Linked DNA regions of Oryctolagus cuniculus: region 2 is linked to region 1. The links are chromatin contacts, called in public Hi-C maps. All regions are on one chromosome and are shown on one strand. Each heading gives the region's core, a stretch centred on a gene start, on an enhancer-like site or on the middle of the called end of the contact. The rest is flanking DNA. Distances are from core to core; before and after follow the strand shown. Region 1 holds the start of DSCC1 (DNA replication and sister chromatid cohesion 1). Region 2 overlaps DEPTOR (DEP domain containing MTOR interacting protein).

The links. Hi-C and Micro-C count contacts between places; a contact is called where the count stands out from the background.
Region 2: a Hi-C map of an unstated tissue shows a contact between it and region 1, with 2.8 times the contacts expected there. The contact joins the enhancer-like site here to the promoter of DSCC1 in region 1. A contact is called at or near these places in 2 of 6 Hi-C or Micro-C datasets (psoas muscle and an unstated tissue).

The regions. Positions count from the first base shown.
Region 1 is chr6:145,635,178-145,640,730 of mOryCun1.1, forward strand. It overlaps DSCC1 (DNA replication and sister chromatid cohesion 1), which reads right to left and starts at 3,526. Exons shown (of 11, transcript XM_008255860.4): 1 at 3,320-3,526; 2 at 3,002-3,234. It overlaps DEPTOR (DEP domain containing MTOR interacting protein), which reads left to right and starts at 3,462. Exons shown (of 9, transcript XM_002710752.5): 1 at 3,462-3,921. The coding sequence starts at 3,533.
Region 2 is chr6:145,672,437-145,677,989 of mOryCun1.1, forward strand. The region is part of intron 1 of DEPTOR (DEP domain containing MTOR interacting protein); the gene reads left to right. Among named protein-coding and RNA genes, the nearest start is that of DSCC1, 37 kb to the left of the region's middle. Within about 2 kb of position 3,140, at least 1 of the 8 cell types and tissues checked has an H3K27ac peak or open chromatin away from gene starts, as enhancers often do.

The DNA of each region.
Region 1 (5,553 bases), core at 2,276-4,775:
ACAATGAAGCAAACATGACAAAAATATTAAAACAGTGCGAACGACAAACGTGGAAATTTTATGTTTCATTAGTCTTGCATTTATTATTTAAAGCCAAGTCCCCTCTTAAAAGATCTAGCAACAGGAACATCTCAACAGGATGTTGTTAAACCATCAATCTGCTGTCATTTGTGGGGAGAGGAGAGAAGTTGTGGCAGCTGAGGAACCAGGATGTCTGTTAATGGGTAGTTAAGAACAATGCAAATCTTGTGTATGAAGCTATGAATGTTTAGGAAAGTATAGCAAACTGCTAGGGGAAGTCTAGGAAGATGACACAGAGCAGGTGGCATTTGAGTCAGCCTTGAAGATCAGGCAGGAAAAATGCAGATGAGACTGGTATTGTGGCACATCGAGTTAAGCTGCTGCTTGCAATGCAACATCCCCGATCAGAACACCCATCTGAGTCCTGGCTGAGCCACTTCTGATCCAGCTCCCTGCTCTTGTGCCTGGGAAAGCAGCAGAAGATGGCCCAAATACCTGGACCCCCGCCTCCCATATGGGAGATCTGGATGGAGTTCCAAGCTCCTACCTTTGGTGTGGACAAGCCCTGGCTGTTACAGCCAGTTGGGAAGTGAACCAGTGGATGGAAGATCTCTTTCTCTCTTTCTCTCTCTCCTTTCTCTTTCACTTTGCTTTAAAATCAATAAATCTTAAAATAGTAACCATTAATTTTTAAAAGGAATAATGCAGATGAGTATTAAGAGGCAATAATGACAGCTGACATTATTATTGAACTTCATAGCTGATGATCTGTCACGAATATTGTTAATTCAAGTCCAACTCCTTCTTCCATTAGGATCACCCTCAGGAAGAGTTTATTACATCAGTGCTACTCAAAGTATGGTCCTCCAGCTAATGGCCATGCCCTGTGATGTGAAACAGTGGACATTTACACACCGAGAGAGCATTTAGATATGTACAGCAGCTTGACAGAATAACTTTCTATCTATTGACCCCAACAACAAACAATGGGGACTTTCACATCTTTTTATTTCATTCTTATTGTATATCTCAGAATATCAGGCTTAAGTGGACTGAAAACACACACACACACACACACCACAGTCCTTCTCTGCCCAAACTTTGAGAAACACTGACCCAAAAGCACTAAAACAGCTAGAAGCCTGAAAGAAGTGAATGAGGAGAGACCTGGAAGAGAAGGCTCCCAATTGTTTCCACCTGTAACAAGTGCACCATTCATTTTTTTTTTTTTTTTGACAGGCAGAGTTAGACAGTGAGAGAGAGAGAGAAAGGTCCTCCTTTTTCCGTTGGTTCACCCCCCAAGTGGCTGCCACGGCCAACGGGACGTGCCGATCCAAGCCAGGAGCGAGGTGCTTCCTCCTGGTCTTCCATGTGGGTGCAGGGCCCAAGGACCTGGGCCATCCTCCACTCCCTTCCCGGGCCACAGCAGAGAGCTGGCCTGGAAGAGGAGCAACTGGGACAGAATCCGGCGCCCCAACCGGGACTAGAACCTGTGGTGCCGGTGCTGCAGGCAGAGGATTAGCCTAGTGAGCCGCGGTGCCGGCCAACCATTCATTTTTAATTAAGCTCCTCAACAACCCAATGGGATTCATAGTATGATATTTATAAAAAAAAAAGGGGGGGAGGGCGGCAGAAAATTCAATAGTGGTTATGAACTTTTTCAAATGGAGCTGGGAATGAAACTGTGGTCAGAATTCTCAGGTTCTTCTAAAATCTTCATGCTAGATTAATTGTACTGTGCCCTTCTCTTTGCTTTCAATATCCATGGGTCACAACTTATATTGGGATCCATTGCTCCGGGGCTCAGGGCTCCCTTGTCACAGCACTGGTGCCAACATGACCTCAAGGAGTCAGTTCACCTGTCCTTCCTGAAATTGAGAAGAAGGGTTGGTCTTCCTACCCAGTGGATCACAGTGTGTCTCATATGTCAAGCGAAAGGTTAAGACAATATAATAAGCAAACAGGTTCCTATTTCCCATTCTATATTATAGAATTAAAACATGAACAACAGGCTCTGTGACTTCCACTTCTGAGGAATGATTGCTATCTTTTACGTAGAATGAGACTCTTAGAATCACATTCACCCGGAAGTAAGTCTCTTTTGGTCAACATTTCCAACGTGGTCAATTTAAAAAAGGTTAAGGAGCAGACCATTTCTTCTGGCAAACTCTAATACAACTGCTGAACATACGAGAGAGTTGGACAACTGTTCTCTTTCTGAAATGTGGCTAAGCAGGCCCTGGGGATCTGAGAACCAGGATGCAAGGCCTGCCTGGCTTTCTGGGTGTGAAATTAAGGCATCTCACCTTTTTATCCTTATGTTTTCTCACTCGTAGCTTGGACACAAAAATACTAACAGGCCAAACCAAACAATATAAGCCAAAGGTTCAGCATCATGTAAAGCACAGAATACTCAAGAAATTACCAAGAATTTTAAGTTGAAGGATAGTTTTGTTGAATATTGGAAAAGGCTAGCATGATCTTCCTTGAAAACAATGAGAAAAGAGTAGTGCAGCATAGCAAACCTGCAAGATAGTATAGTCTTAAATAGCAAAATTGGTACAGAATATGCACAGAAAATTGTTTTCATCATTCCTTTTACCTTCATGTTTATTCTGTAAACGCCTACATAGCTGCAATTGAGGGATTATGCATTGTTTTTTCAAAATAGCTTCACACTAATCTGTAGTTAGGGTACTGAGGCTTTCATATATGCAAAAACTGCCACAAGCTGCATAAAATGTCAATGCACAGATAGCTCTTCACTACCTCAACATGAACAGCTGGCCTTCCTGCCCAGGCTTGGAATCTGCCTGAAATAGAAATACAGCACATTTATTTGGCACTAGGCACAGTTCCTTCCATGCTTTCTTAAAGGTGGACAATACCATTATAGACCCTTTTAAGAGGCAGCGTTTTAACACGATTCTGAAGCTAAAATGGCCCTTATTACCCGTTTACCCTAGACAGGCGACCTCACCTGCCGCAGCTGAGTTAACACGAACATCCACGTCTAGTCAGTTTGTGACTTTTCCCAATGATTAAACAAGGCAACGACGGGTCTGATGCATTCTATTGCAGCAGGTGTCAACAGGTGGTAGCCACAATTATTTTGATTTTGTAATCAAGAAATAAAGCACGCTCAGTAGGAGATTAGAGAAGTGGACTGGAACTCAGGTCTGTATGATTCCCAGAGTTCTTTATCAAGTACACCTGTAAGGAAAGTCCGCTTTGGTGAAGCGGGTTGGCACGAGAATGTTCAATCCCTCCATGCCCTGCAGCGACACACACATCCTACCTTCCCCGGTCACTGGGAATATGCATGCTGTTACTCTTTTTACTCGGTAGCAACTGGTATGGAAAGGAAAACAGGATCGCCTGCACCCTTGCTTAGTAGCTTCCCGGCTTGTCCTCAGGTTTCCACGGCACGAGCTTCGTGGATAAAGAAAAGGGGGCTCACGTGAAGCAACCTCCACCTGCACCCACAGCTCACAAGCAGCGCCCCGCCCAGATGTTTATATTTTCCTCCTTCGGCCCCGCCCCCGGACCACGCGGGGTTCTGGACACGCCCCCAAACTGGAGTTCCAGGGGCTGGACTCGCCGGGCGCCTGAGCCTACCCACTGGGATTCCCTCTCCAGCCAATCCCGTCTGAGCAACGGTTCTGCCCCGAACAAAGATGGCGGGCAAGGCCTCCGTGAGGGCAAACTGATCCGATCAGCAGAGCCCACGCCGGACAGCCTTAGCAGTGGAAGCGGCGCGGCCCGGAGCATGGAGGGGGGCGGCAGCGCTAGCAGCGCTGGCAGCGCTGGCAGCGACAGCAGCACCAGCGGGAGTGGCGGGGTGCAGCAAAGGGAGCTGGAGCGCATGGCTGAGGTCCTGGTCACCGGGGAGCAGCTACGGTAAGGCGAGGGCAGAGCCCGTGGGCTCGCGGTGGCATTGCCAGCCCGTGCCCGCTGCAGACCCGAGCGCACGCGCGCCGGGGCTCGTGGCTCGCGCGGCTCGCGCGGGGCGCCGGACGCCCGGGCGCGTGGACGGTCCGCGCTGCGCCCGCGCCGGGCTGCTGCAGTCCTGCGGACTCGCGACTAGCGTGGGGCTGCGGAGGGGGCTGACGCGGGGAGCGAATGGTGCGCGCGGCGCCCTAGCCCGGCTGCTGCAGTCCCACGCGGGGCAGCCTCGCCGCCACGCGCCGCGCGCTGTCCTTTGCCAGGCACCTGGGTGCTGCGGAGCCTTTGGGCTGACAGCCTGCGCCGAGTCTGCCCAGGGCGCAAGGGCGGTCGGTGCGGGGCCGCGAGCCGAACCCAGCCTCTGTACTCCACTGGTCCGCTTCATTCCGGTTTCTCGTCTCGCCGGCACGTTCTCCTTCTCTGCCCTGAGTCTTGGTTGCTTCACCTGTGAAATGGGGCCGATCACCACGCCTGCCTTAGGTCGAGGGCTGGGGCTGCAGTCGGAGAACAGTTCTGGAACCCTGTTCCTGTCACCCAGTTGGCGCGTCCTGTGGGGCCGCAAGGGGGCGTGGAGGCCCCTTGTCCGGTTGCCCCGCTGCGGTGCCGACTCCCCAGCGCGCGCGTTTCAGGCACTGGGGCAGTGGAGTCCGTGGTGGCTCTGGGTCGCCAGCCTGAAGACTTGCCAGGTCTCGGCGTGCAATACCCCTCAGATTCCCCCCATGCCATCCGCGGCCCTTTCTGGTCATTCTGCTTGGCCGTATGTTTAAGGATTTTGCTTATGGTCTGGCTGGTTCCACAGCTGCCCTTCGTGTGGTCATAAATCAATTTACCAAGAAAGGGAAAAAAAAAATCCAGATTCGCAGTGCTTTAGCTAAAAAGTTGCATGCGGGCCCCTAGTCCTGCCAGAACACATACGCCCCAGTTCCTTCTAGTTCCTGGCTTGAACTTTCCCAGTCCATTTCTGGTTTCTGCTATGGCAGTGTTCCCGGACCTGAAGGAGAATCTTGCAAAGGGCCCTGCAGGATCCATAACCACCCAGCTTGCTGCAGTAACTTTGAGGAAGTAAACATTGGAACTCAAAATTCATTGAGTTTAACGCTACAAAAAGGCAAATGGCGCATTTCTATTCCTTGTTAGTTGTTTTTTTTTTTTTTTTTTTTTTTTTTTTTTTTTTTTTGACAGGCAGAGTGGACAGTGAGAGAGAGAGACAGAGAGAGAAAGGTCTTCCTTTTGCCGTTGGTTCACCCTCCAATGGCCGCCGCTGCAGCCGGCGCACCGCGCTGATCCGATGGCAGGAGCCAGGAGCCAGGTGCTTTTCCTGGTCTCCCATGGGGTGCAGGGCCCAAGCACCTGGGCCATCCTCCACTGCACTCCCTGGCCAAGCAGAGAGCTGGCCTGGAAGAGGGGCAACCGGGACAGAATCCGGCGCCCCGACCGGGACTAGAACCCGGTGTGCCGGCGCCGCAAGGCGGAGGATTAGCCTATTGAGCCACGGCGCCGGCCCCCTTGTTAGTTTTTTAAATGTGTGGTCAGAATGAAAGGGAATTGGGAACTTGTTTTCTTTCATCAAGAGCATTTCCTAATTTA
Region 2 (5,553 bases), core at 1,890-4,389, 37 kb after region 1:
TTATATAATCATGAGCAGGGTTTGAGTGCTTGCCCATCCAACCACAGCAAGGTGGGGAGTTAGAGAACAGAATCTTCAGAATACTTATGAAATAATGGAGGACCTATGAAAAGACCTAAATATGCAAGACAACACTCCAGATATAACCATTAATGGAACCAGCTTCAGAAATATTTATCATACTGAGGTTGAATATGGTCTTTCAAGTCTGAATCTTAGTAAAAAATCTTAAGTGTTGAGTTCTCTATGTCTTTGCCACTTGCAAGTGTTAATAACCATTTCCAACCAGAATCTGTTAGGAAAAGAGTTGCAGATTGGTGCCTCTTCACACAGGGCACCACAAATGTTAGGAAAAGAGGTGCAGAACAGAGAGGAGGCAGTCTACGAATTTACAGCCAGACCAAAATTATTCAGAGAAAATAAATTCATAGAGGTGGGTGACCAACTGCCCTCATACACATGCTGGGGCCATGCTGGGCCTTTTTATATTTTAGGAGTGCTGGGAAGGGGAAGAGGGTAGGGGGCAGCTGGCGGAGGGGAATTCCTGGAACTGGTCTTGCAAGTGTTCCAGCAACTGGTCTTTCAGGTAGCCCTGGGGGGGCGGGGCATGCAGGCAGTAGGGTGTGAGACCCAATTGAGATTCAAGGGCAAGGAATACATTCCAGTGTTTATCTGTCTTTTGGACAGTGAGTGAGAATGGCTGAGGCTTATGTCTGTTCCAGCAGAGACAACCTTCTCAGCAGTTACTCATCTCCAGCTAGACTACCGTTTGGAGGCTTCGCCACAGCCCTTCCTGTGGCCTTTGCTGTCTCCAGGGGGTTTGGGATCCCATCACTGCCCCCAGAAACTGTCGGTGCCACCTCTTTGTGCTACCTTGTCATCTTTTCACACAGCACAGCTGCCTCAGCTCCGTTACCTCACCCTTGTGTTAGCGGAGACATGGCCCTGAGAAGAGAATCTCGGACATTAGAGTGTAGTGGTAGCAGGGTAGCAAGATTTAATGAGGTAGTGCATCCATCAGAACAGACGGGCACCTCTAGACAGACCGAGAGGGAGTGCCCAGTCGTTCAGGCTGGGGTAAGCAAAGTTACAAAGTTTAATGGAGAGAACATACCTGATAGGCCAGGCAAAGAACTGAGAGCACAGTTTGCATTATACTGGGGCTTATAAAGGCATGGAGTCCAGGTCTTCCCACTGTTTTTCCTTCCTCCCACCCTCTTTTCCTGGACAAAGGGTTTGTTGGGTGTGAAATAGATGAAATTCCTTCCAAGGTTTTATTACCCAGTGTCTTTGGATTGTGTAACCCACTTGGTTCCAGGCAGAGGATTCTCCTGGGGTGCTTTGCCAACTGGGACAGATGGGACCACCTAGAAAGTTACTGAGGTATGGGAAGGACTTTGTAATGCAGAATACTGGGCTGCTTCCCAGGAATGCTTCTGAGGCTGCTATAGGCCTTCCCTTGGTGCCACTTTCACACACATAGGCTAATTTCAGTCCTCTACCTGACACTTGCAGAACTCAAGTAAACACAAGACAAGTTACCTTCAGTTTTGGCTCCTGTTCTTGGGGCTGACCAGTGTTGCCTTCTACCAATTTCCCTCCAGGCTCCTGGTCTGACTCCTTGGCTGAAGTGTCAGTTCACTCTTGGAGGGCTTGTCCACCAGCCTGAGCCACACCTTGTCCAGGTCTGGCTTCGATCCCCTGCTTCTGCATACTCTGTGAAGAAGGTGAGACTCTTCCTGATGGAAGGACAGGAACCAAAGAGCCATGGAGGCGGTCCAGATACTCTCGCCAATGCCTAGAGCGGCTGTGGCAGAACACTTTGCAGTGCTGTGGGTCCTGTTCAACTTGGATGAATAAGCTGCTACCAAAGGGCCTAACACTAAAGACCCGAGTTTTGCATTTGGTGCTTCCTGTGGATTCTTCCTGTCTAGCTTCAAGCACAAACGAAAACCCCAAACCTTGCCTTCACCTTTAACTCTGACCCAGACACTTTGAAGATGAAAGAAGAATGGCAGGTTTTTTTTTTTTTTGTTTTGTTTTTTTTTTTTACTCATAGACTTTGTAGTGCAGTTGAGAAGAGAAAATTAATGTGAATAAGAATAAAGTCAAGATAAATTTTAATGGGTATATATGAGCATCATAGAAAACAAATCAAGAGGCAAGGGAACTAGATCCTGTCTGGCTAGATGAGGGAAGATGTCATGGAAGAAAGGTTAGGATAGCTAGAATTTGGTGGCTAGGTAGGAAGTGAGGGAGGACATATCCTGAAAAGGGGATAGTGTGAATGTAGAGACAGAAGCATACGTGGAAGTGGCATATTTGACCAACAGAGGAAATAGAAGGAAAGGAAATGTTGGGTAGATTCAATTACAGTGTATTATAGAGACATGGACTGGTATGTGTATATGTGTGTGTATGTGTGTGTGCATGTATGTATCCACACACAATCCTATATGAATAGAATATAGCATTTTCATTTGGAAGAAACAACACCCGTTTCTATTAAGTGGCTCTTGAACCACAGGAACTCATCCACCATGAGCAGTTGTTTAAGCTGTGCCTGCTATGCAATTGGGATCAATAAGTGTGTGTTGGTTGGGAAATGCTCTTCAAGTAGCCTCCACCATAGCTGTAGATGTCCCCAATAACACTTCTGTTTGAAATTATTTTTAAGGCCCAAGAGACCTTGTCTATTTTCATGTTATGGTCATGCTGCCCCTCAAGCCCGTGGCACTTTGGCAGCTTCAGAAATCTGTCCTGTGAGCTGAAAATAGACGATTGTAACCCTAGATGGTGTTTGTAAACCATGCTTAGTACAAGATTCGCTTTAATGTGTTCATCCTTGTTTGGAAGCCCAAAGGAAATGAAATTTGCTATTTGTGCTCCCTGACCTTGTGGTTTGTGGTAGATCCTTTCAGTACAAAATGTGCCGAAAACGGTCTGTTCTATTTTGATCTTGTAAGTGAGGATTTACCCTGGAGGCTCATCAGGGTGTCTGTGAAAACAGAGAAGTTAGAACTGAGAGAGATTTTAAAGATCAATCTGGTCAGCTTCCTCATTCTCAAGATCAGGAAGCTGAGGTCCTAACTGGGTAAGAGACCTCCCCTAGGTCACTTTGCCTAGAGACAGAGCCACACTCTGCAGAGTGACAGCTTGGGTGTCTCCTCTCCTCTGGGAGACGGGCAGTACCTGGCTTCTGTTGCACACTGTGAAGTCAGCTTCCCCTTGTGTGCATCCTTCCCCACCAATGGGACAAGTTCCTCCTCCTCCCTCCCGGACTGGGAACTTTCCTACCTTACATTTGCTCCCCATAGAAATAGGAACCAAATTAATGCCATCAATTCTGCTAGCTAATTAACTGATCACAGTCTTATGTGAGTGAGTTTGTCCTTTGTTCCTCAAAGAACTGATTTTAAACAGAACCCACACACTTTTTGTGGCTGTTTATTGAAAGGGAGAGGCAAGCCCCTGCTCAGATGGGCGTGGACATGAACAAGCAGTTAGGGAGGAGATAACATTTAAAGGAAGGAGGGGTCCTAAAATCACACTGTAAGATTGGCCCTGGAGTCAGTTCACGGCTCAGCTGTGGTTGGTTTTTGCAAGGAATAGGCATTAGACACACTGGTTCCTGATTGCCTAAGGGGAGGAGGGCAGCCAGTGCTGTACCTGGAAACATGTCAGTAGGGCACCCACATCCTGGCTAGCATAGATCTGCTTGATCCTGGGTCTCTTAATGGCTCACTTTCACTTCTTCCTTTCATTCCTTAACACACATTGTGGGCTCTGTTTGCTTCTAACCCAGGGCTTTGCAAAGTGGGGTTGGAATTAGCAGCATCAGTGTCACCTGAGTACTTGTTACACGTCTTGGGCCCACTCCAGAGCTGTTATAGACCTAGGAAAGTGGGAGCTGGGGCCCACCTTTCCCTGTCTTACCAAGGCCTCCAGGTAACTGAGATGCAGGCTCTGTGACAATCACAGCTCTCTCCTCCTCTGGCTGTAACCTCTGCCTTGGTCTGCAGATCACCTGGTGTCCTTTTCCAGGTCCATTCGGAAAGTTTTTTGGATGGGTTTTAGTCATTGAATGCTATTTTGTACGTGATCTTTCTGTTTATATATTTCTTCATCTAAAATTGGTCTTGAGACTGTCTCTTCTCAGGGGAGAAGTATGCAGTTCCAGCACTGAAGATCTGCTTGGAAGGCAGTGTCTTTCCTCCTGAGTGAGTCCAGACTGGGTGTTGCCAGGAATGACCTGCAAGGCTGTCACAAACACTGTCCAGCCGGCTCTCTCCTCAGCAGGCTACTGCTGGATAAAGCACTAGATTAGCCGCCTGCGTTCCTGCAGAGGGCTGTGGAACATTCCAAACCATTCTGGTAACAGTCAGGGAGTCAAGGTCTAAGTCCCTGTGTGTGGGGGGGGGGGGGGGAGTAGAGGAGAAGAGGGAACCTCACCTAACTTCTCCGCCTCTCAGTTTCCCCACGTGTGGATTGTGACATTGGGAGGGTTCTTGCCAGTTACAGCAAATTCAGGGTACTGGTTACCTGTTTAGTGGACACCATGTAGGAGGTGAGATGTTTCTAGCTAACCTCCCCGGAAGCAAAGCCTCAGCACGCTTTCAGGGAGCAGCCAAGCGTTCCATCTCTCACCTGGAGTTCTTGATGCTTTAACTGACTCCTTCATCTGTAGGGCCCTCTTCCTGATCTCTGAACCAAAGGAAACAGCCCGTCTCATAGTTGCCAGCCCATCCCAATTCATTCGGGACTGCATTTGGTTTTGGTTTTGTTTAACTGAAACGAATCGTTAGTGCCTTCTTAATTATGCTTCTGGCAAAATCTGACACTGACATATATTGCATAATAATAAGAGCCCAAGAGGTGACATTTATTAGAGCTTACTGTGTAAGTACTTTACATAGCTTCTCATTTAATCCTTGCAATAACCCTATTAGACATACTTTATCAAGCACCTTTTAGAGATGAGAAAGTTGAAATAACAAAAAGTCGAATGCTTTTCCCAGAGTTACACAGTGAATAATAAAATCGTTTGGATTGAAACCTGGGCTGTGTCTTCCCAGCGATTGTTAAGGGTGACTGATGACTAGTGAATGAGGGAGTTTGCAAGTTGATCACTAATCGAACAGAACTCTTTAGTTCTACCTGGAAACTAGACTTTCTTCCCCCCTGCCCCTTTCTGCCACCTGAATAGCACCATTGGTTGGCCCTGTGTCAGGTCTGGGGCCCAGGGGTAAAAAGAGGGCACAGTGTGCTCCAGCTTGAGACCTGTGGGGAACAATTCGGACTAGACTAAGTTACTGGAATTAAGACTTATTCTATGCATCTGCTCTCCCACAATATGGCGCTGGGAGAGGAGAAAACAGCTTCTACCCAGCTGCCTCTCACCAACTTGACAAGCTGTAGGACTTGCTCCTGATTGGAGGAGAGCAGCGTACTCGGCGTGTGGGCAGCCGAGTTAGGATTGGCGGAGGAGGACTATAAAGGAGGAGAGAGACGGCATGCACCAGGAACATCTAAGGGGAACATCTGAGGGAACAC